2 separate regions of the Xenopus tropicalis genome follow, and region 2 is linked to region 1. The links are chromatin contacts, called in public Hi-C maps. All regions are on one chromosome and are shown on one strand. Each heading gives the region's core, a stretch centred on a gene start, on an enhancer-like site or on the middle of the called end of the contact. The rest is flanking DNA. Distances are from core to core; before and after follow the strand shown. Region 1 holds the start of usp10 (ubiquitin specific peptidase 10). Region 2 holds the start of atp2c2 (ATPase, Ca++ transporting, type 2C, member 2).

Region 1 (5,486 bases), core at 1,236-3,735:
ATCACCTAAACAAATCCTCAACGATATCCAAAAGACTAGGACCTGCATGAATTAGTGGCCATAGGTGAAGTCCCTCTGCCAAATTTCAGATGAACAAGAGCCATGATAAAATACGTTGGGGGGCGGAAATCTGGGTGCAAAATGAATATGTATTACAAAGTAATTATCAGAGGTGTCATTTTCTCTCACCATTACGAAATACCAAAGAAACTTTTTTAAAAGTGGTACAAATCCAAATGAAATAGAGTAACAGAAAATGTCCCTGCACTGCCTGCAACACTAGGTGCAAGAAACAAACACATACAAATATATATAACATATAGATGGTATGCACATGCTTGTTCTTACAGAGCATTTTGAACTTAAAAGTGTACTGTTAAAGAAATTACATACTTTATTAATTCTTAAACTCAGTTTTGCCCCTAAAAACACAATCATAAGTCACCTTACACTTTCAACTATCTACATATTTCAAAATAATTCACTATCAAATCAGCAGTGGATATAAAGCACAATATCATATGTTACCATTATGCTAAAATACAGGTTAAGTGCTGATGACTACCTTAAATTTTTATTTGCTGTTAGTGTACTGTGGGTTGCTTGCAAATACCATATGTCCTAATAAACTTTAGGCATCTATCCCACAGCAGACCAGGCTCTGACAGAATGAACCAGATTCCCTGGATATTAAAATCAGACAAACTGAAATTGCCCTATGTTTTGTAAAATTTTAAAGATTAAAAGTCTGTCTGAGCATTCCTTGTCATAATGAACCCAAAGGGACATACATCCCTTTAGTAAGGATCAGATGAATCCTGACCTAGATTTGAGTATCTGTAATATCAAGTCAGATGTTGGGTTAGTATGTGTGTATGTCCCTGATCAATGAGCACCAGTCCAGCACATTGCCTTAATGACCTCAGATGAGTCTGACTGGATCCAGCCACATATGGACCCATTAAATAAAACATGACTGGAGGTTCCTCAAAATCACCAAAATGTGTCTGTGGAAAGGAGTAATGGAGTAATTAATAAGAGACTGATGGAGTTACATAATACTGAGCCATAAATGAAATAATTATATAAATAGCAATAAATATTTTTAAAAAATTATATAAATAAACGTGCCACACAAGCGTGCGTATAATAAATAGGCACTATATAAACTGCCTTTGTTGAGATATATATATATATATATATATATATATATATATACATATAGGTGCTTGAGAGAGGGTCAGCACTCACAGGACTTATACAAACAAATTATTTTATTAAAGAGGAGACTAACGTTTCGGCTAGCACTCTAGCCTTTTTCAAAATATATATAGAGAGAGATCATAATGGTGCACACCACTAACAAAAAATACAACCTGGGTGCAAGAGCCATATAAACTAAAATATTGCAGGAGTAATGCCAGCACACACAGGGTTTCATACAAATGTAAATAAAATGATATTTATTGAGAAAAAAAGAGCAAAACAAACATAGCAAGCCATAACGTTTCAGTCCCCACTGGGACTTTCATCAGGAGGCAAGTGCTTCAGTTTTTGCCTCCTGATGAAAGTCCCAGTGGGGACTGAAACGTTATGGCTTGCTATGTTTATTTTGCTCTTTTTTTTTATCAATAAATATCATTTTATTTACATTTGTATGAAACCCTGTGTGTGCTGGCATTACTCCTGCAAAATATATATATATATACATATATATATATATATATATATATATATATATATATATATGTGATCAGCAGCTCAAGATACATATGTTAGATGTACAGAATGCTGACTGTGTGTGGAACTTGCAGCAGGGGCTAGGGCCGCGATGGTGTGTGACAGTTGCACAACAAGTGAAGAACAGCAAATAACAGGCAAGCAAGCCTTTCGTTTGGGATATGACGCCTTGGAGACATTAAAGAGATTATAGAGCAGTACGGGAAGCAATAGAGAGTGAGTGTAAGGCAGAGCAGTCCCGCACACAAGCAATACTCGCGGAATACTTTGCCCTTTCCATGACAAGTAGGGGAGTCTCGCCATGAATTAGAGCTTTGGGGTGTTGGGTGTCAGGGTATTGGTGAAGCGATGCACACGGGGAGTTCACGGGCCGGGCATGCGTATTAAAGAAACTCTAGTTACAAATAGCATGCGAACCCATTGTGGGATCTAACTACCTAAAGCCCTAAGCCGGGCTGTATTGAGCCACAAGTAGTTGAAGTCCCGCTGGCTCTTCCCGTGAGCACAAGGCTCTCTTGCTCCAATGAGGCTGCAGAAATTAGGCAGGGCCTAGGCAAGCATTACATCGCCCAGCGCCTCTCTTCTGTGACAGCCACACACCCGAACCCCCCTAATGGATACCGCTGAAGCGAGTCGCTCCTATGTGCGATTTGGGACCGCTCTGTACCTGTCCGCTCGGGGAGGCCATGGCGAAGTGTTTCAATGAGTGAGGCCGCTCATGCTTCTTCCCCCGCCGCCGCCATCTTCTTTCTCGCGCGCAGACACTACTCTCCACCTGGCGCTGCCCCCTTGCGCATGCGTACAAGCTTCGCTCTACTGGCAACGCGCATGCGTAACAAGCTTCGAGCACGTGATCCATCAGCCAGATTCTGGCAATGGGTGTTGGGGGAAGTCATATTGGATAGAAGCGTGTTTAGAACTTGGTTAGTTGCTGAGTTCATAAAAGCTGCAAATCCACCTCTGCTTTTTCTTTATTGAATGTTAAATATTTGTAACTTGTTTTTGGGTTAATATACCCTTATCAGCTACATTGTTTGTATTTTTTTTTAAAGGTTCCAACTTTTGCGTATATTCTGCAACAAAAAAGTGCGACAAAATTGTATTGTTGCGCTGAGTACAAAAGTTTCGGATTAATTCGACGTGACTTTCCTTAAGCCAAGTGAAGCTGCAGAGTGCCATTGAGTCCTAAGGGAGGCTTCCAAAATCATGCACTGAAGGATCAAAGTCAGAAAAGTTTTCCTGCATGTTCCAATTGTTCAGATTTTTTCGTATCTTCAAATACGAATTTTTCGTACTTTAAAAGTACAATACAAAAAAATCGTATTGTGCGTTTTATATGAAAATTGCACTTTGATAAATCTGTGTGTTGTAAGGTATGGGTGTTATTTACTCAACCAACATTATTCATACACATATGATGAGCGTTATTTTGATCACAACAAGAGGACAGAAACTGCCATGTGTGGTTTGATATTGCCTGCCATTCTGACCATTCTTAACCAAGACAAAAGATTTTTGGCTGCAGATGAGGTCATTTTTTTCCATTTTCAAAGTACACCTTTTATACAAGATATAAAAAATATGAGCAGCTTAGACATTGACTGAATGTTTCTAAAGGCATCCCAACCCTATTTAGTAATAGGCTATTTTCTTTTCAATACCTTTTTTTTTTTTATTTATTTTACAGTGATAGTAAAGGTAAGTGGGGCACATTTACTGGAACAAAAATGGGGTAATTTATGACCTGTGACCCATTGGGGACTTTGCACAATGACTTCTTCAGCTAATGCAGAATTGACACAGGTCTCTGCTTCATTTTTGAGTGCAGTGACCTGCTGCTGCCCTGATGAATATAGCTCTCCCTGCATTTGGCAGTGCTATATTCACGAAGGTCAGAAGGGTAGGTGTTCCCCCTCTTACCCCCTAACTTGTACATCACTCAGAAGCACACTTTAGAAAGCAACAAAGGACAGGCTGGCGCCATAGTAAATAACCCCTAAAACATTACATTTTCATATAACCATGAACTATTTTATTCATTAAAAAAAACACACACATTTTTTAATACTCATAGCTACATTTAAAACAATATATAATAAAAAATAATGCAAACAAATGATTTACCTTGTATAAACTATTGTTAGTTGGCCCCATGTCAAGGTATATTCTATTTCACAACTGTGTTAAATAGCTAAAGGAAAAACATCAAAATATATACTTTTTCTGCAGCAACAAAATAAGTAAAATGTATATTTTCTTTTTAAATTCTATTTTAAGAAAATTTCCAAAGCCACTTAATCATGTATCAAAGATACTTTAGCTTCAATTTGTACAACCTAAAGCCCTTCAGTCTGTAGGTTGTTATGACTCCTGACAGCTTATTGTGGGACTTTTACAAATATAAAAAGTGCAATTTTCAGTGTATGCTCCTCACTTCAGATACCTTGTGTCCCAGGTTAGATACAGTTTAATAGAATACGCCAAAGTGCCCTTTTCTGCTTTCGACTTAGCGATAAGGTTTTATGAGGAAAAAAAAAGTGTAATACTGTTAATTACTCTACAATGTACACTCCCATGTGTTTTTTAACATCAGTGTTAACTTTTACTTGTATCACCCTTTTGTGCCAAGACCGCTCAGGAGGAAGCCGGAAATTGCAAAATGTGTCAGCGGCGAGAGAGGACGTGAAGAGGAGCACTATACAGGGCACGACTGCTGAACCCAGGAGCGACACTGCAGGTTGCAAACAGGGAAATAAAAAGGAGTAGCCACCTGACCCATACCAGTGACTCTTGATACGCACATCCTATACTCTTAAAGGACAATGAAAGGTTAATATAAATTAAAAGTAAATCTAAAGACATTCTTTTTAAGTACTTACTGCATAGCTAAATTCCCAGATCCCTGCTTGCTTCTCTTGAGATATGGTGCTGGCAGACTACAGTGACATCACTGAAATATCTCTCCCCTTCCTGAGCATGTGTGTAACTTGATCCTGTCTCCTGTTCTGAGCTACACATGCCCACCAGCCAGTCAGAAGTGGATCTGCCAGAGGGGAGGGGAGGGGGGGAGGGAATGAAACACGTGCAGTATGAAGCAAGGAGGGAAAGGAAGGGAGAATACCTTTTTAGAGATGGCTGCCTGTTCTAGAAAATGTGAAGCAAGTGTGACTGAGTAAATATTTGATTAGGTGAGCCAAAAGTGTGGCGTTTTTACTAAACAATAGGAGGACTATTGGGCAGTATGCTTTTTAAATTTTGACTTGCATTCTCCTTTAAGTGCACAGAAGGGGAAGGGAAATGGATAAGTCGTGAAATTAACTTAAAGTTGGAAATTTACCTATGTGAAGTGGTTCCTAATACTGCGTGAAATTAAGAAGTGGGAAAGCAGAGATTCATGAGCTACAAGCTAATTAACTGGATGCCATATAAACCCAAGGGGGTCTGTAAGTAGATTGGCAGTCGGAAAGTGAAGTGATATCACAACTAGGCACAAAAGGGCTATACAAGTAAAAGTTATCACTGGTGTTAAACACATGGGAGTGCACATTGTAAAGTAATTAACAGTATTTCACTATATATATATATATATATATATATATATATATATATATATATATATTTATTTCATTTATTTATTTTTTTCCTCATCACTAAATCTAAAGCAGAAGAGGGCACTTTGGAGTATTCTATTGAGCTTATTGTGGGAGTTTGGTTTAACACCTTCATGTTTGGCTTGCCTAATTTAA
Region 2 (5,486 bases), core at 1,381-3,880, 190 kb after region 1:
AAATAACTGAAAACCAAAAATATGAAGACCAGTTGCAAATTTAAAGTAGGACAACCCCATTACTTCATGCTAATTTTTAGAATCACAAATTTGAATATTGGTTCGGTGTCTGGCACATTTTTTGTGGGGGATTTAGTAGTAGTTTGAAGAGAAATGGCACGCACTCCTTGGTCCACTAAAACTTGTCTTTATTGTAGAGATCTTTAAAACAAAAAGGTCCCGACGCGTTTCGTATACAAAAGATACGTAGTCATAGGCACAAATTTCAAATGAACACAAACAGCTATTTAAAATGCAAAAGGCGAAATTCCAATCAACGCACATGCTAATAATTAACCCCTTATAAATGTTTTCATGATCTCCTAAAAACATTGGGTTTACAAATATGAAGTGAGATACAACAATTTCAAACTGGAATGCATCTATTGCTACTTTTTAAACAAAATGTATGCAAATATCATAAATAAATACAATGTTGCAAAATTTATACAATTAACATTATCCATAAAAAACTTGTTTTTTTGTTTTTTTTGGGGGGAATGTAGCCAAACTGAGCCTAACAGCACCACCTATTGGTCAGACACAGCACATTACATCAAATTTTAAATTCAACCCTTCAGCTGCCGAGTGTCTAAATGAAATATCCAATATGCTTCCCTGTGAAGGAGCCTGGATGTTATGTCACCTCCCCTGTTAGATGGAAATAATCTCTCAACTCCCTGTATTTTTAAACATGCCATATCTCCACCATTGCGTTCCTTAAAATGCCTTGATACCACTGTACTTGTACTCTCAGAGACGATCTGATTGATATGCTCTCGCATTCTACATTTTAATTTTCTTGTGGTACAGCCCACATACTGCACTTCACACTTAAGACATGTTAATACATAAACCACAAAACGTGAATTACAGTTTATAGGATTTAGTAGTAGGCCAGTTCCAAAAATGATGGATTAGATGCATATTTATTAAATATATACACTGTAAGATGTCTATAGATGTTTATTATATACCATAAATGTAAATAGACTGTGACATGCCACTGGCTTGCTAACCATTTCCATATACTGTATAACAGGGAACTGAAGACAGACTCGCACATAGGGAGATGATAAAAACAAGGATTGTATTTGCACACAAGTATTGGTTTGCACAAAAAAATCTTTTTAGTCCACAAAAATATTTGTATAACCTGCACATGGGAAAAGGAAAAAAGGGCTAGGATGGGAGGAAAACTGATAGATTGAATGGAAAAAAGAAGTGCTGAAAAAAAATATGATTCATGATCATATAAGACAAAAAGGCCAAAATAAATACATATAAGTGGTCATTAAAAGTGTACTCCCATACATTACTGTGTCACTACTTTCCATTCCTATTTACACTGTCAGAGTCAGCAGCAGTCTGTTTCCCATTCCCAAATAGGCAACATAAAGCGTCAGAAGTTTTCTTTCCATTCCCATGCAAACTATAAGGTGTAGGAAGTCTATTTCCCATCCTCTTACACTGAAAGGTGTGTAACCAGTCTAGTCCACAATGCAAGACCTCACCAGTTTTCTAATTCCAATACAGGCTGTTAATGTGCCAATAAATCCTTTTCCCATACACACTGCAAGATAAAGAATTTCTATTTCTATTTTCCCATATAAACTACAAGGCGTCACCTATATACATCTTATTTTAACAAAAAAAGTGAAATGGTGAAAGGTGTGACTCCTTTGCACCACTTTCCCAGATGACTCAGTATCACCTACAAATCTACAATTAACTGTGTGTTACACAACTCCCAAACAATACGTTATCCAAAAAAAGTGCAAAATGCACCAGCGTCGCTATATACCACATTTTTCTCTGAAGTAAATATAATATACAGTAATATGATATTAATAGCATATGTTGGTGTTATCAATGTGCCAACTCTTTATCTTGCTAGCACAACTCTACCAATCAAACCCTATGCACGTCATTGTATTAAGGAAAGTGTAGTACTTGCCAGTCTGCCAGGGAGCTGCCTGGGTTCAGTCTATGCCAGGCCAGCATTTGCCTGGCAGTACCCAGCCCAAGTATCGTCAGAGCGCTTCCAGTGGTACCCACAAAACACAGGCAGGGTTTCACAGCTCACAGCCAGCACCCACAAATAAACAAGTCACATGGGCAGCCCCGCTTCCTGCTGGCATATCACCTCATGTGCCCCCCGTGCCCACACACTTACCTCTGCCTTGAGCTCGCTGCTTCCCAGAAGGTGATATTTGTGGGGCAACCTACGCATATGGGACAACAATTTGGAGAAGCGCTTCCCCCCCATACCTCCCGGTAGCAGTGTGACCTGCAGCTGCGGCTCCGGCGGTACAGCTGAGGGGGTGTCCGGGGAGGTGGGAGCTGCTAAGAGCTCCTGCGTATTCGGGCTCCCCGGACTATACCTGGGACAGGTGAGAGAGGCCCCGCCCCCCTCTGGCAGGTGCCTGCCCATCCCACATTCCGTGCACTGGGTACAGGAGGATGCTGGGGGTGGGGAAGTAAAGCTCTGCATCACTGAGTTGTCAGTGTAAAGGTGCAACGGGCTGCACCGGGGCCTGGGAGGGGTGCGGGGGTAAATCGGTGCTGCTGCCCAAGGAGGAGGATGAAAGCTATGGTCCTGTGTGCTGGATGCTCTGCGCAGGCGCACCCACCAGAGACTTACTGAGGCTGCGGCGGAGAGAGCAGATAAGGGGGTGGGAAACGAGGGGGAGGCGACAGCTGCACAGCATCTTCTCTGTGAGAGAAATGAGACACTGAACCACAGAGCATCTTAACGGAGAAAAAGAAGGGAGGCCTTTTTATTTCTAGGTCCCTAAAAAGTGTAATACTGCATAGTAAGCTGAAGGCAGCATTATAGGTCCTATATGCACAGGGCCAAACATAAATAGGTCAGTAATGGCCAGCTGAACGAGAGACATGCATAGAATTACATGAAATTGGAAGAGCATGGTGTATACAAAAATACCAGTAATGGCCAGCTCTGAGAAAGAGACTTGCCTAGAATTACATGAAATAGGAAGAGCATAGTGAAGGGAGGGAGGGAAGCACAGAGCAGTGTGTGCTGAGTGTGGGAACAAAGGGATCTATAGAAAGTGCACTCTAACTAGAAATTATCTGAGAGAGCAAAGGGATGGGGCAGCATAGAGTTTCGCTGATTCAGAAAGTAGGCAGGAGTTGCAAAACATTTTTGTGACCTTTCCTTTATTGAGTTGTTGCACAGAAAGTAATCAGGTGAAACCCATAAACCCAATATTTTTTTTTATGGGCCATCCACATTTTTGTGAACCAACACTGGTTTTAAAAGTCCATTGTTTCTCAGAGAGAGGGGCATCATGGAACATTTTATATAAGCAAAGAGACACGGCACTACAGAGCATCATATAATGGGGCCCAATGACCCAGAGCGCAGTGTAGGGAAGCAGGGCATGACAGGGTTAAGGAGAGCAGCCCGCCCCCCTCCCTCTGTATGGGTTCCTGGTGGCTGGCCACTGAACGCACTGTTTTTTCCCAGGCTTAGCAAGAGGAGGGAAGCTCAGGACAGCCTGTCTTCCAGTCAGTTCTAGGCAGCAATAGGATCAGCAGCTCGCAGCGTGGGGCCATGGCTGCGAGCTTGGAGGCAGCAAGGTAGCAGGGACCTATATGGATCCAGGACCAGCTCAAGGACCTCTTTCCAGGCGAGGAGACTGGGAGGCAGCTCAGACCCACGAGGAGGACCCGCCCACCGGATCGCCTAAGCCCAAGGACTGAGAGGGAACCAGCTGGCAGGACCAGACGGTGCAGCAGGACGCCACAGGAGAGGAGCGGGCCGCACCGGGAGAAGCACGGGGAAGCAGCCTGGGGAGCCAGGTGGTGCAACACTAAGAAAGAGCAGGCGAGTACTCTGTGCACAAGGGGGTGGGGCCAACCGGCAGGAGAGAGGGGGCAGGGGCCCAGACACGGGAGCTGCAGTGGGATCCCCCAGCCTGGCAGAGGCACGGAGGACCGGGCGGGAAGGGGGGGGGGAGGTAGGAGCACACAGCAGGCTGGAGTAGGAGGAACTACCACGGCCCCAGTAGGAGTGGGGTCAGGAGCCACTACAGGATACAGGGAGGCAGCGATCCAGGAAGGGGGGGGGAAACAGGCCATGGGGGAAACACGGCAGCCTCATCTAGCAGAACCACAGACAGAGGCACAAGGCCTGCCAGCTGCCAGGACACTGGGAGGCAAGAGAGGGTTGCAGCGGCCGCATGCAGGGCCATAGTACCGGCTAGTGGCCAGAGGGAGGAAAAGGAGGGAACCACGGCCCAGGGTGGCCCCTGAGGGCACTTCCGGGACCCCCGGTTTGGGTTCAGCCAACAGCCAGGCAATGGGCAGGGAGCGCAGGGGAAGCAGGCAGAGGGACAGTGAGTCCAGGCCCAGAGAGTCCAGGAGGGGCTCCCGGAGGAGCCAATCAGGCAGCAGGCACCCCTGGAGGGGTAGAAGATGGGGGTCAAGGGGCAGGAGTCGAGTCAGTCTGGCACCCGGGAGAGCTGGAGGAGCGGCACTGCTTCGGGAACAGCCAGGCATAGGGGAGACAGGGGAAGAGCCAGTGGAAGTCCCACCAGGAGGAGGGATACGTCCTGGAGAAGGGAGCACTCCTGTTCTTGTATGTCACGCAGGTGCAGTTCGGGCGGCTCAGGCCCGGGGCCGGTCGGGAGCCAGGTACACTACGTCAGAGGGACGGCGGACCACCAGGAGCTGTTCGACAAGCAGGGAAAGGAGGGAGCAGCAATGCACGGCCAGAGATGGGTCGGGACGGGAGACACATCGGAGCGCCTCGCCAGTGTAATTACGGCCCCAGGGGCTTCTACAGCCGGGGGACCAGGAGGTGAGCTGCAAGGGGACACAGCGCAGGGGTCAGCCCAGGTGGATACGGCTGGACTGCTGGCAGGGCTGAAACAGTTTCTGGCAGGTTGGGAGGGTCAAGGGCATGGCGCAGCAACAGGGCCGTCAATGAGGTGGGACCAGATGGACATCATCCTCTGGCTCAAACTCATGATGGCACAAAAGGCAAACCCCTTTCAGAGGGGGGCCCAGGGGCCCCAACAGGGCGGCACTTCCTTTTTAAATTAGGAGGGATGGAGGACCTGACAAAGGATTTCCTCATAAGGCAGGCACTTCGGGGCCTCAGGAAGGGGAGGGTGTCACGGGACTCAAGGTGTCCCATTTCCTTTAAGTTACTGCGGAAACTGCAGATGGCGCTGCCCCAATGTTGTAGATCTGAGTTTGAGGTGCACCTATTTCAGGCAGTCTTTGTATTAGCATTCTTTGGGGCTAAGCAGCAGCAAAAAGGTGCCGGGGGGTCTAAGGGCAGAGGATGTAAGGGTATTGGAGTCCGAGGTACAAGTGCAGCTTTGAAGGTTGAAGGTCAGGAACAGACGTGTGGGGTAAAGGTGTGGACATTGTCTTGCATCGATTGGATGGCGGCGCGGTATGTCCAGTGGGCT

Evidence for each region. A called contact is a pair of places that touch in the nucleus more often than the background predicts.
Region 2: a contact with region 1 is called in a Hi-C map of brain, with 4 times the contacts expected there. The contact joins the promoter of atp2c2 here to the promoter of usp10 in region 1. A contact is called at or near these places in 2 of 5 Hi-C or Micro-C datasets (brain and liver).

Annotation. Positions count from the first base shown.
Region 1 is chr4:62,207,943-62,213,428 of UCB_Xtro_10.0, forward strand. It overlaps usp10 (ubiquitin specific peptidase 10), which reads right to left and starts at 2,486. Exons shown (of 15, transcript NM_001006760.1): 1 at 2,408-2,486. The coding sequence starts at 2,428. It overlaps klhl36 (kelch-like protein 36), which reads right to left. Exons shown (of 6, transcript XM_002934947.5): 6 at 5,090-5,486.
Region 2 is chr4:62,399,145-62,404,630 of UCB_Xtro_10.0, forward strand. atp2c2 (ATPase, Ca++ transporting, type 2C, member 2) reads right to left here and starts at 2,631. Exons shown (of 27, transcript NM_001079056.1): 1 at 2,216-2,631. The coding sequence starts at 2,533. It overlaps LOC101732441, which reads left to right and starts at 3,098. Exons shown (of 2, transcript XM_004913595.4): 1 at 3,098-4,867. The coding sequence starts at 4,785.